Regions from separate parts of the Zea mays genome. Here regions 2 and 3 are each linked to region 1. The links are chromatin contacts, called in public Hi-C maps. All regions are on one chromosome and are shown on one strand. Each heading gives the region's core, a stretch centred on a gene start, on an enhancer-like site or on the middle of the called end of the contact. The rest is flanking DNA. Distances are from core to core; before and after follow the strand shown. Region 1 has its middle 96 kb from the start of LOC100280145. Region 2 holds the start of LOC100279861 (WW domain-containing protein). Region 3 holds the start of LOC100282916 (Zinc finger protein CONSTANS-LIKE 9).

The links. Hi-C and Micro-C count contacts between places; a contact is called where the count stands out from the background.
Region 2: a Hi-C map of leaf shows a contact between it and region 1, with 5 times the contacts expected there. The contact joins the promoter of LOC100279861 here to the enhancer-like site in region 1. A contact is called at or near these places in 2 of 25 Hi-C or Micro-C datasets (ear and leaf).
Region 3: a Hi-C map of leaf shows a contact between it and region 1, with 5 times the contacts expected there. The contact joins the promoter of LOC100282916 here to the enhancer-like site in region 1. A contact is called at or near these places in 3 of 25 Hi-C or Micro-C datasets (bundle sheath, leaf and tassel).

The regions. Positions count from the first base shown.
Region 1 is chr9:42,194,169-42,198,045 of Zm-B73-REFERENCE-NAM-5.0, forward strand. No RefSeq gene overlaps it. Among protein-coding and RNA genes, the nearest start is that of LOC100280145, 96 kb to the left of the region's middle. Within about 2 kb of position 2,088, at least 10 of the 20 cell types and tissues checked have an H3K27ac peak or open chromatin away from gene starts, as enhancers often do. A contact at or near this core is called in bundle sheath and leaf, where this site is marked.
Region 2 is chr9:42,368,303-42,372,549 of Zm-B73-REFERENCE-NAM-5.0, forward strand. LOC100279861 (WW domain-containing protein) reads left to right here and starts at 2,277. Exons shown (of 10, transcript NM_001152814.1): 1 at 2,277-2,589.
Region 3 is chr9:41,992,135-41,996,091 of Zm-B73-REFERENCE-NAM-5.0, forward strand. It overlaps LOC100282916 (Zinc finger protein CONSTANS-LIKE 9), which reads right to left and starts at 1,591. Exons shown (of 5, transcript NM_001155822.1): 1 at 1,370-1,591.

The DNA.
Region 1 (3,877 bases), core at 838-3,337:
ACCCCGCCGTCTACAGCCGCCTCCATGACTACACCGCCATGGCGCAGGAGGTCCATGGCCCAGACTATGATCCGAGCACCGAGCCTATCGACCCCGATGTGCTCATGAGGGTCGGAGGAGGCAAGAGACATGGGCGGTACTGGATTGCCGACGGGGCAATCGACTCGTCCTCCACTCCCACTCTGTCTCAGGTGAGAGCAAGGAGCACTGGCTCGAGCCCAGCCATTCGACCTCGGCACGACAGCTCACAGCATCGCATTTCACAACTCGAGGTTAGTGCTTCTGTAACTCGTCCTTCCTTTAGTTATATACCTAGTCTTTGAGTTACTATAACATTGGCTTGTAATATTACAGACCCAACTAGAAGAGATGGAGGCGAGGATAATGGCGGAGCGGGCGGCGGCTGATCAGAGGATGGCGGAGATGTTCCAGTACATGCAGAGCCTTGGCGCCGCACAGGGCATCGCTCCGCCACCTCCATTGTTCCCCCCAGTTGACCCTACTCTCTTCCACACTCCTGTGAGTACCAAAATTGTAGTTAGATGTTTGTAATGCATCTGGTATAACACATGCTATCTCTTCTTTGTGCAGGGCCAATCTGGGGCGGCATCCAACAACCCTCCGGAAGGGTTCAGCCCAACGCAACCCCGGCCAAACCGCCCACCTCCATGAGTCGTTGTTTTAGACTTCACAACTTATGTATAATACTTATGTTTCTGTTTGATACTTATGTGAGAGCTTGCGACGTTTGAGACTTATGTTTGTGTTGAACACTTATGTTTGTGATGGATATTTATGTTTGTGGTCACGGTTTTATGTTTGTGTTGGCTATTTATGTCTGTGATGATATCTGTGATGTATATATGTGATATATATGTGATATCTTCTGTTTGTGTGGATGGAAAACAAAAAACAAATAAAAAAGGTACATACTGGTCACTTTGCCGAGTGTAACACTCGGCAAAGAGGCGCTTTGCCGAGTGTCAGGGTCATAACACTCGGCAAAGAGCACAGACCTGGGCACCGGCTTAGGTTCTTTGCCGAGTGTTATGCGCTGGCACTCGGCAAAGAGGTCGTCTTTGCCGAGTGCCAATTGGTACACTCGGCAAAGAGCCTGACATGGGGACCCTCCCTGGCGGGCTCTTTGCCGAGTGTCCCAAGTGGCACTCGGCAAAGAAGGCGGCTTTGCCGAGTGCTGCCAGGAGGACACTCGGCAAAGATATCTTCGTTGCCGAGTGTCACCGTTGACACTCGGCAAAGCCGCCGTCTCCGTCAACCGGCGCCGTAACGGTCGCTTTTCTTTGCCGAGTGCTCCCTGACACTCGGCAAAGATCGTTGCCGAGTGCCCGAAAAAAAGTACTCGGCAAAGAAGTCTTTGCCGATGTACTGTTTGCCGAGCCTTCTTTGCCGAGTGTTACACTCGGCAAAGCCTTTGCCGAGTGTTTTTAAGGCTTCGCCGAGTGCTTGCGGCACTCGGCGAAGAGGTTGATTCCGGTGAATAGCACTGGAACAACTGTACAACTGAACTTTGAGGTATGGCAGATACATGAAGAAATTGAACGAAAGACATAAAAATTGATAGAGACAATAGCATTGATACTATGATACTACCTACACTTGGCTGTATTTTACAAGGTTAAGCAAAATCTTGTCGTGAAATGTGCGGGTATGAGGCAGATCTAAAATGGAGACAAACTAATACACGCATGGAAAGGAAAATTGGAAGAAACGTGAACAGTCCATGGACCACTATTTTCAGCACAGCAATTGATCCACCAGTCTGTACACTTGATTAACAAAATTGGAAACTAATAGTACAAGGATCTGTTATTTGCTCGCGTGCACCAAAGTAATAAAAAATCAGCAGCACTTGATCCACCAGTCTGCACACTTGCTCTAGCTAAGTCGATTATATATACACTATTTGCATGGAATTGTGGCACCATGTTTCATCCATCCACAAAAACCACGGAAGACATGCATGACTGTTGGCTTCAACTCAACTCGACCAACCGCACTGCACTTGGTAGCATCGAGCTGTCACGGAAATGGACCATGAGCTGTACGGGGTCCGGCCCCTTTCAGGCCATCGTTGTGGACGTGGACATGGTCGAAAATCACAAAAAAAAGGAGCTGTACGATTGCTGCTTCTCCTGCTGCGTTCGTACTTTGTTTAATCTCGTTTAATAAGCAACCTCGCTTTAAGCAACCTTCGCGTTCATTATTGTATCTTTCAACAACAGTTAGCTACTACTTTCATGATATTTAACGACTTCTTTGGGGGGAGCTCTCATCTCGCGCCTACCAACTTTCGTACTCGACATGTGTGTGCCCACCCTCTGTTGACGAAACTGGATCGGTTCGTCGACAAGCATGCCAAACCCGTCGCGCACGTCCATTCACACGCCGTATCCGATGGCTTCTGTCCTTCTCAAAAACGAAAATGAAAAGTCGTTTCCGATGGCTGGCTGAGTCAAAATAATGCAACGTTCCGTAAAAGAAAAGGACAGTAGAGAAACTGTGCAAGAAGCCTACAAACATGTTTATGTGCAGCAGAATAGAAGGTTCAACTGACAACGTTCTCAAACATTTTTTTGCCATGGAAGTATTCTCAATTTGGCCTAATAATAGGGGCGCTCTTAATGCAGAAACCGTGACTAGTTTCTACATCCCGTATCACGCCCCCAAAGAAAACATCCTTGGACGTGGCAGCAGCCGCCGGACACTTAAAAACAATTGCCATTCATGTGTGTAAGGGATTGTGGACAAATCCTTTGACTATTGAGATATGTAATACTAACTTTGTTTCCTTACCAACCATCCCGGTGTTACATAGATAGAACCGGTGTTACATAGATAGATTGTACTCGTTGGCATCTTTTTGGACCAAACACTAATGATCTTTAGATCTCACTCATGGTGAAAGTGACCTTGGGGAATCTCCCTGCAATGCGGTCTTGAACTACACGTCTATTGGAGGCCTTCGTCTTCCGAAGATCCTCAAAAACACGGCTAACCATTTGTTTTCAGCATATTATTAAGTATTACAGGAGCTTCGTTACTAGAAAAGCTTCGGCATAGATCAATGAAAGTGTGACGAAGCAAGCTTCATTACGTTGATGCAGGAAGGCGACGTAGAGAGAAGGCGTTGTTCAAGCTGCTAAGTGCAAATGACAAAATTGTCCCTGTAACATTTGTAAACCTTGTATGTAATCTTTGAGGGTATGAATGTAATATCGTACGAAGCTGTACGATTGCCTATCCCATACTGTTCACGCTGGATGGGAATTACATTGAAGCTTTCTCCTTCAAGCAAGTCGAAGCTACAAATGTAATGTACATCATATATCACTTTGTTAATATATGAGATGGATCTTGATGTTGTTTAACATTTGATATGAAATGAATAAATGATATGATGTTATCTCTGTAATTATATTTTTATATTTGTATATCTGTGAATGATAAAGATGTGTTCTTCATGATCTTCATCCAAGATTCATTATACCCGAAGGGAGATATTGCTTCGAGGGACGAAGGTCCTTAACGTTTAACAATCGTGTTGCCTTGTTTTATGGTTCACAACAACCAGAAACAAGTGACCAACATTGGTGCACACCTCCGGTAAACTCAAACGATCACCTTCGTCAAGAGAACTCAAACGACCACCTTCGTCATGCCGCCGAAGAAGATAGCAGCGCCAGGGGCTGCCCTTGCTCCTCTGGACACCAATCAAGATGGGCTCCTTCTAAGGGAGGCTCGAAGCCAGAAGAGGAAAGCTATTAGCCCAACATCACGGGACGAAGAGTTGGATCACGAGATTAGGGATCTAAAAGCTATTAATCAACAAGTAGAGAGAAGATGGGAACAACGCTGT
Region 2 (4,247 bases), core at 1,027-3,526, 170 kb after region 1:
AAAACCTACTGAGCCAAATGGCTCGTGGTCCATTTCCTTACTATCTCCCCCTTTTTGGTGATTGATGACAACACAACCGAAGAAAGCAAATATAACAAGCATTTGAATGAAAAATATGCAATCTACTTGCTAGGATGCATGTTTGTCCCCTTAAGGTGAGATTATGGACTTAAGCCTCCCCCTAACTCCATAATTCACTTACTTCCTATTTTAAACCAAAGAACCAAAACCACTTGAAGGAACAAAGATTAAGAAATTTTAATTTGGTGGTGTTTGGTGTTTGATAACATTTCATTGCTTTGGTCCCTACAACTTCTCCCCTTTGGCATCAACCACCGAAAAGGAAGACATTAAAAGCATATAGGAAGCAAATAAGACTTGCCCTCATAAAGATTTATCAACGACACCGATTGAAGCAGTAAATATTATTACTACCACTAAATGAGTGTTCTCCTCTTGGAAGAAACTTCTCCCCCTTTAGAGACGAAGAGAGTCGTGACTGCGTCGGGCGCTTGGTCTCGAATGAGTCGTGACTACGTCGGGTAGAGATGGCAATGGGTAAATACCTACCGGGTATTACTATCCCATACCCATACTCACAACGAATAAATAGTCCCGTCGGGTCACCCATATCCACTGGTGGGTATGAATTTACCCCCATACTCATACCCATACTCATGTAGGTATGGGTCACCCATTGGGTCACTCGTACCCACAAAGATTAAACATTTACATTATACAAATGTCAAGTATATCTATCTAAATACCATTACAAAAATTTTAGCTTCATTCAATCATCTATTGAAGAACACCATAGATAATTGGATAAAGTAGCAACACTAAGATATTACCACATAACACATTACATGTTCCATTATATGGTCATTAAATAGTTGTTAAGCCTTTTATGACATTATCACCCAAAAGATTGTTAAATAGTCAAAAGAGATGGATCACTAAAGCCTAAGTTCATGTTTTGGGCTAAGTTTATACCGGGTATTTTATACCCACGGGTTAACGTGTATGGGTAGGTGTGGAATATTCTAATACCCGTTTACCATTGGGTGAAGGTTTTTTGCCCAATAAGAGACCCATGGGTAGAACATTTAGCCCATATACATACCCTAATATCGCGGGTACCCATTGCCATCTCTAACATCGGTCGCTTGGCCTCAACGTGACTTGTGACTGTCTCGGGCGTGTCGTGGCCTTGAGAGAGTCGTGTCCAGTGTGTTAGGAAACCGAAGGTGCGCAACGGTCGGCTCGGCTGTAGAAGGAAACAGATCAGTAACTGTTCAGTTCGGTGCACGCAGACAGGGAAGGCTGATTACTTCCCATATGAAGAACCAACGACTCCTAGGCTCCTTGAGGATATAAAAGGCCCCTTAGGCGTCATGGAGCAGCACCCAGACAACACACTGAAACAATCACAAGAGCATATAACAAACTCTGAGACTCCGATCACACTTTGATTCATTCGAGAGAGATTTGAGTGCTTTTTAAGTTGAGACTCTGTCGGTTTTCATTCGTGTGCTCTTTTCTTCACTTGCGTGCGTGGTCTTGCTGCATTTGTGCTCTTATGTGTGTTGCTACTCCATCCCTTACTCTTGTTATTGATTGTGAATATATTGCGTAAGGTGTGAGAGACTTCAATTTGTGTAGATTCCTTACAAACAAGAATATACTATAAGGAAGATAACCGTGATATTCAAGTTTGATCTCTGGATCTCATGAGAGGGGTTGAGTGCAACCTTCGTCCATTGAGACACCAAAATATGGAGGTAGGCCTTCGACCGAACACAGGATTTTGTTCTACTTTCTTTCATTGCGATTTTGTTCTTTCTAGCTTTCTGCTTCACTTTCAATATTGCTCTAGTTTCAATACACATCTTGTGAGAGCAAGTAAGCAAAAAAATCCACCTTCTATTCTTAATTGAACTTGGTTTTAGATTTCACTAACTTCATTTGTAGACCAAGTTTATTGTTTTTAGTTAAGGTTTTATAGAATCACCTATTCACCCCTCACATTAATATTGTGTCTCTTTTATTTGCCATGTCAGTTTGAGTACAAATTTTCAAATTATTGACCAAATCCAAATGATCATGCAATGCACCAAACTTTTCTAAATGGCTCCGATGCATCCGTTTTAGTTCCTATCGGACAAGCCCTCAACGGACCAGCCAAAAACAATCTCGTATCTTAAGACCGGCCTGATTTTATGGCGCTGGACCAACTAAATGGGCTTTAGATGCTGTTTAGATCTGATAGGTCGTGGCGGAGACGAAGAAGAGAACCGAAGAAGGTTCCCTCACTTCCCTTGCCTCGACGCGCCCAACCACGCCACGAAGCCACGCGCCCGCCGGCGGCTCACCTTTCCCGTCCCTTCACCTTCCCCTTCCCCTTCTCCGTTCGGTGAAACTGCGGGAGACCCTCGCGGCTTCCCCACCTCGACCTCCAAACTCTAACCACAGACGCATCGAAAACCCTCGGTGCCCGGCCGATGGGGAGGAGGAAGGAGCGCCGCCTGGCTGCCATGGCCGCGGCGGGCCGCAGGGTCAAGCTGGACCTCTTCCTCGATCTCCCCCCCGGTAAGTACCGCCGCCGCCCGGTTTGGTTCGATGTGGTTGTGTTTAATCGCTATGTGCCCTAGCTTTTTTTTTGACATGTTTTGAGATTTGCTATCGATCTTTGGTCGCTCGCCCTAATTGTCAAGCTTGAATCTTAGGCTTTCTTCGGTGGATCGTGTAAAATAGGGAAGCGGCACTGTCATCTGTTTGGCACTGTCATCTGTTCCCTAGTACCCCGCAAATAGGTTTGTCCGGTCTTCTGAATCACACAGCTCGATTTAGGGTAAATATGATTCATCGAACTTATCCTGATAAGTCATTGGGTTGGTCTTTATCACCAGATACTGCTTGGACTTGCCACTTTTGTGTGCCCCATAACTTTTTCGTGTCACGTTTTTGCTACTTCGTTTGAACGTGCACCAAGCCTGTTACAATTTCAGTGATATAGCGAGAAATACAGTCGTCACAGTTTCAGCCCCTTTCACCGCAAATCTATTACAATTCATAATTAAATTCTCTACTATTTTGGGAGGCTGTGTCACGTGAATGACCAAACCACCCAAATCTACAGACCCAAAGAACAAAATAGCTTTAGTGGCATACCCTTTCGGTGTACCATCAAGGTTACTAAACGACACAACGATGAAACACCCATGGTGGAGTTCTGACTTTTAAACGTTTTAAACGAAGTTTAAACGTAGTTGAAAACAACATAGGAAAATTTCAATATATCATAACTTCAAATGTTACCTTCAGTGTGGTGTGTATGTTCAGAACTTTAAATAGTTTAGCAAGTGAGCAACACAAACTTCAAATGTTGTTGCATATAGGCACATACCTTCAGTGTGATGTGTATGTTCAGAACTTTAAATGGTTTAGCAAGTAAGCAACACAGCGTGTGCAGTGTGGTGTTGCATATAGGCATATACCAGCAAGCGAGCAGCAACCAACAGACAGAGGCGTGTTGTCCACTGTCAACAGATATAGAGGGCACCGGTTCTGACGAGCACCACTAGACACTGTTGGCCGTCCTCCAGAGCACCAGACGCTGCGGAGTGCGGATGCTGGAGCGGTGGCGCAGCAGTGGTTGGAGGACGGGGAGACTAACAGACGGGGCACGACGGACGGGAGGACGGCCTGGACTTGGAGCGGCAGCCTGGATCCTAGAGTGGCGGCGCGGACATGAGGACAGGGCACAGCAGACGGGAGTGCACGGCGGCCGGCGGACTGGAATGGTGACGGTCGCGTGCGTGCTGGCGACAGTGTGTGGCGGCGGCTGGAGAGCGTGATACCGCAGGAGCTGAGAGAAGGCTGCGGTAGGCGTGGGTTCTTAACTGGGCTGGGCCCAATTCGATGGTTGGGCAGGAGTAAAACGAGAAAAATGTGACACATAATGTATATCCAGCATTTAAAGTACAAAACGTGGCGTTTAAACGCCAGAAAAACGACGTTTTACATTAGATTGTAAAACGTTTCAGCGTTTAAACACTGTCAACGTTTTGTAGTTTAAACGTCGTTTTAATAACATTGTGTACCATATTGATTAGTAACCTTCTTTTGAGACATACTTCCTATCTTCCAAACTATAGGACAGTTTGGCTTTTATAGATACATTATTTTTGCTATGTATCTAGACATAGTGTACATCTAAGTGCATAGCAAAAACTTCGTATCTAGAA
Region 3 (3,957 bases), core at 341-2,840, 200 kb before region 1:
CATCCACCCAAACAACAGGTTGTTTTTTTTTTCAACTTAATCCAAGAGAAACAATCAAACATGTTCCACCCATCAACATCTTACATCAGCTACAAGCAATATAAATATCAAGGATAATAAAGATTTGCTTCCTAATTAGGACATGTAGCCGCCATCTGCAATGAGACAGTTCTAGGTATCAATTGACTCATAAATCAGTGGACTCAGCCTCAATTTGCCGACCAGGGCATAAAGAACTGCGAAACCCACTACAAAAGTGCAGGCAACAAGTCTTGAAATCTTCTGTTCTCCGTGCATATTATAATTCAAAGCCCCCACTAAGTGCTTGCAAGAATGCGAGTATATGTCCCACGAGGTCACTAGGTACTACGAATCCTAGAAGAGATAATGTGTAAAAAAATGGAAGCCAGCCAGCATAAGACGTAAGACACAATTCTTAGTCATCCCTGACAGTGATTTCTTAGTAAATCCTATTATATAATATCCAACTTCTCCAAGCAACCAACACAGCGCAATACTATGGTAGGGAGGAAACATATGAAACATGAATGATTGGACCAATGAAATGAGCCAACAAACAGAGCTCGGTGATAATTTTATTTAAGCTAACAGAGGGTAACCTTTTCACCAGCAAAATAAATTCATGAGTTGTTTAGAAGTTTTCAGACTAAGGAAATCTTATGTGTGCAAAGCAAGAAGTGAAGTTGACTTTTTTTGAAAAAACTATATTTGGAAGGAAAAATGCAAATATTTCCAGTAAGTGTGCTCATACGGATGCATAACAAAAAGATTGCCCTTATCAATAACAAAAGGATTATAAGTATAAACATTTCTTAAAGCATTAGATTCACATCTTTGCACCTAAGACTGGATATAGTTAAAAGAACATGTTTTGATTATTCATATGAGAAACAATTTTTATTTTTTAAATGGAATTTTGTATGTAATTTGAGCACTGAAAAACCAGTATGAGTTAGAGCGTGACTGCGTGAGGCGGCAAATACGATGGTCGTTTAGGCCAAGGGAAAAAAACAAGCAGTTTTCTTACAGGATTCATGTCTCCCATATATTAAACTGAAAACAAATACAAGTATACAACAAAGCAAAACAAAATATAACGAAGAAAAAAATACAAACAGCCATTTCTAACACCATAAATCAGCATCAACCCAGTCTGAAACACAAACAGACATAAAATCGCAGCTGCATCGGGATCACCGGAAAGAGGAAAGGGGAACGATAAAGCGGCCGGTAACAAAATGATACGTATTTGCTGAATCAGACGTTGGGATTGGAGCCAGCGAATCCGAGGGAAGAGGTCGACCCCACATAAAAAATCCCGCGCCAAGGGAGAGGAAGAATAACTCACCGGAGGCAAAGCGACCGCGGCGGCTCCTCAGATCCGCCGGAGCGGTCGCCGGCTCGGCGCCTCCTGAGCGCCCCTGGGGAGCTCGGGTCGGCAACAGAAACCCAGGAGCTTCTAGAAAGGGATCAGAACCCTTTTTTAGAGAGAGGAAGGGAGGAACAAGAGAGAGATGCAAAGAGCAGAGAAGAGAGGGAAAGGCTGAGAAGGGGAAGAAAGAGGAAGTCTGAGGGCAGGCAGGCTAGCGGTAGACTGGTAGCGTAGAGGAAAAATTTGCTGAGGATGAGGTGGCGGGGCCCACGCCGGTGCGCTTTTGTGCGCTTTTTCGAGGGTAAGAGCGTCATTTCCCTCTGCCACAGAGGATAAGGGGGTGCGAGGGAGCCCGGGCCCGCGCCACGTTTGCAGCGCCCCCCACCCCCGGCCATCTCGTTTTGACATGCGCGGCCTCGGGCACATGGTCCGTGGCACGCCACCGTCACTAGCTGATGGTCCCAGCAAAGGTGGACCCAACGAGTCAGTGATTTGTTCTTGGGCTCGATCCGGTGGGAACTGTTGCGCAAAAGGTGAAGCAGTGAGCGGTGCGCAGGGTTTTTCGACTTGTCCGCGGTACTAGTACTGCCGTACTGGTACAGGTGGGTTGCTTCTCTGGCTCATGGGCCCGCACGTCACCGACGGACAGTGGCCTGCTTGCTCATTTGGCCATTTTGGCCTGGCCTGATTAGCGCGCCAACGGCTGGCTTTTTTCCCTGACTCCGGCTGGATGCATGTAGACTAGTATACTATGGTTACAGGGAGTGAGACAGCGGTGAGGCGGGCGGCAGTCGAGCCTCCTACCGTCTTACTGTTCCTGAGACCATAAAGTTCTACTGGAGTTTCTCTAAAATTTAGAAGAGTATACATTACTGTCTACGTTTTCGAATATTTATCATTCACTAGTTCATTTTTAAACTAAAACATAACAAATAAAAAGAACTAAGGAAGTATAATGTAGAAGAGGAAGTATAGAGGTTTAGTTTAGTTCCTTCTAAATAAAGTTCTGAGTCGGTCTCTGTATGGTTAGGTTGGCTAGGCTTCGTCCCTGCATGGTTAGGTTGTTGTATGACTTTGAATAGTTATTTATCCTAAAGAAAAAGACACTTCAAAATTTATTAAGGAACAATTTTTTTGTGTGGTCTTCTTTAAAAAAATGGTCTCTTGCTTTCATGTTTTTTTATACGAGTGAGAAGCAAATTGTATTTTTCGTGTTTTTAATAGACAAAAAATAGCTTCAAGCCTCTTGGAAGAAGAAACATCTGTCCTTAGAAATTCGAGTTAAGAGAGGATTTTAATATTATTGACCGATATAAAATTGAAAAGATCATCCACATGAAGCAAAGTATTGAATTGCTCTCATTTCTTGAAGTTGAAACGTCAAAATTAGCTAAGATAGAAATAATGCATGTATACATATGTGATAATATAGAATCATATGACTTCCACGAGACGACGAAACTGAGGGGTGTTTGAATGCACTAGAACTAATACTTAGTTAGCTAAAAATTGTTAGTATAATTAGCTAGCTAACAAATAACTACCTAACTATTAACTAATTTACAAAAATAGCTAATAGCTGAAATATTAGCTAGGGTGTTTGGATGTTTCAACTAATTTTAGTCACTAACTATTAGCTTTAGTGCATTCAAACATCCCCTGAGAAGATACAACGAGCATTATAGATTCACTAGTGTATTGCAGTAGCCGCTTATAATGAGTGTTTTCAATCGAACCTATTGTTTAGCATATGCTGGTCACTTGCTTTAATTCCTAAGAAATGTCAAAACAAGTAAATATAATTAAAACTATGGGCCCTTCGTCCTCTCAATTTATCTCAAATCTAGAGGTAAATTAAAGGGAGAAGGTCATCTAATACGACCACGCCATTAATCAACATGTTACAACCCTCAAGTCATACTACATCAACTTAAGTACAACCAACATCATCACCAGCTCAAGTCTTTGATGGACCAATTACACGTAGCCGAGCTAAGAAACTACAGTAAGAGGTGCACGCGCTACTTTATAAATTTCAATTAAACATTAATGAGAACTTTATGCTACTTAAGTCGTGTATGTTGATATTGCTTAGGTTCACCAAAGAGGAACGACAAAACATATCAAGGGCGAATCAGAAAGAAGATCTATGTTCGAATCAGTCGAGCGCAATAGAACCGTCCAGAAGAAACAGTCATATCTTTTGATTCCCAAAAGCTATGAAGGCTCATAAGTACTTTATGGAAAGCTCTTGAAGTCTAGTTTCTAAAGCTTCTAAGGATGACTTAATCAAATCTACCCGAAAGCGTGGACGACCTACTTTAGTGCTGACTGGTCAGAAGGTCAACAATCTGTTTGATGACCAAGTTTCCGTATTAAACTACATCATTCTACGAAGTTTCATTAAGCATGCTATACATGGTGAGAAAGATTATCAAGTCAGCTTTCCAACGCATCTGGCCCCACGTCATTTGGAGATTCCCTAGAGAAGTTATTATCAAAATACTGAAGGTTGCGCAGAAGTCAAACAGCCACACGGAATTTAGCTCTCGAGATCTCCCGAA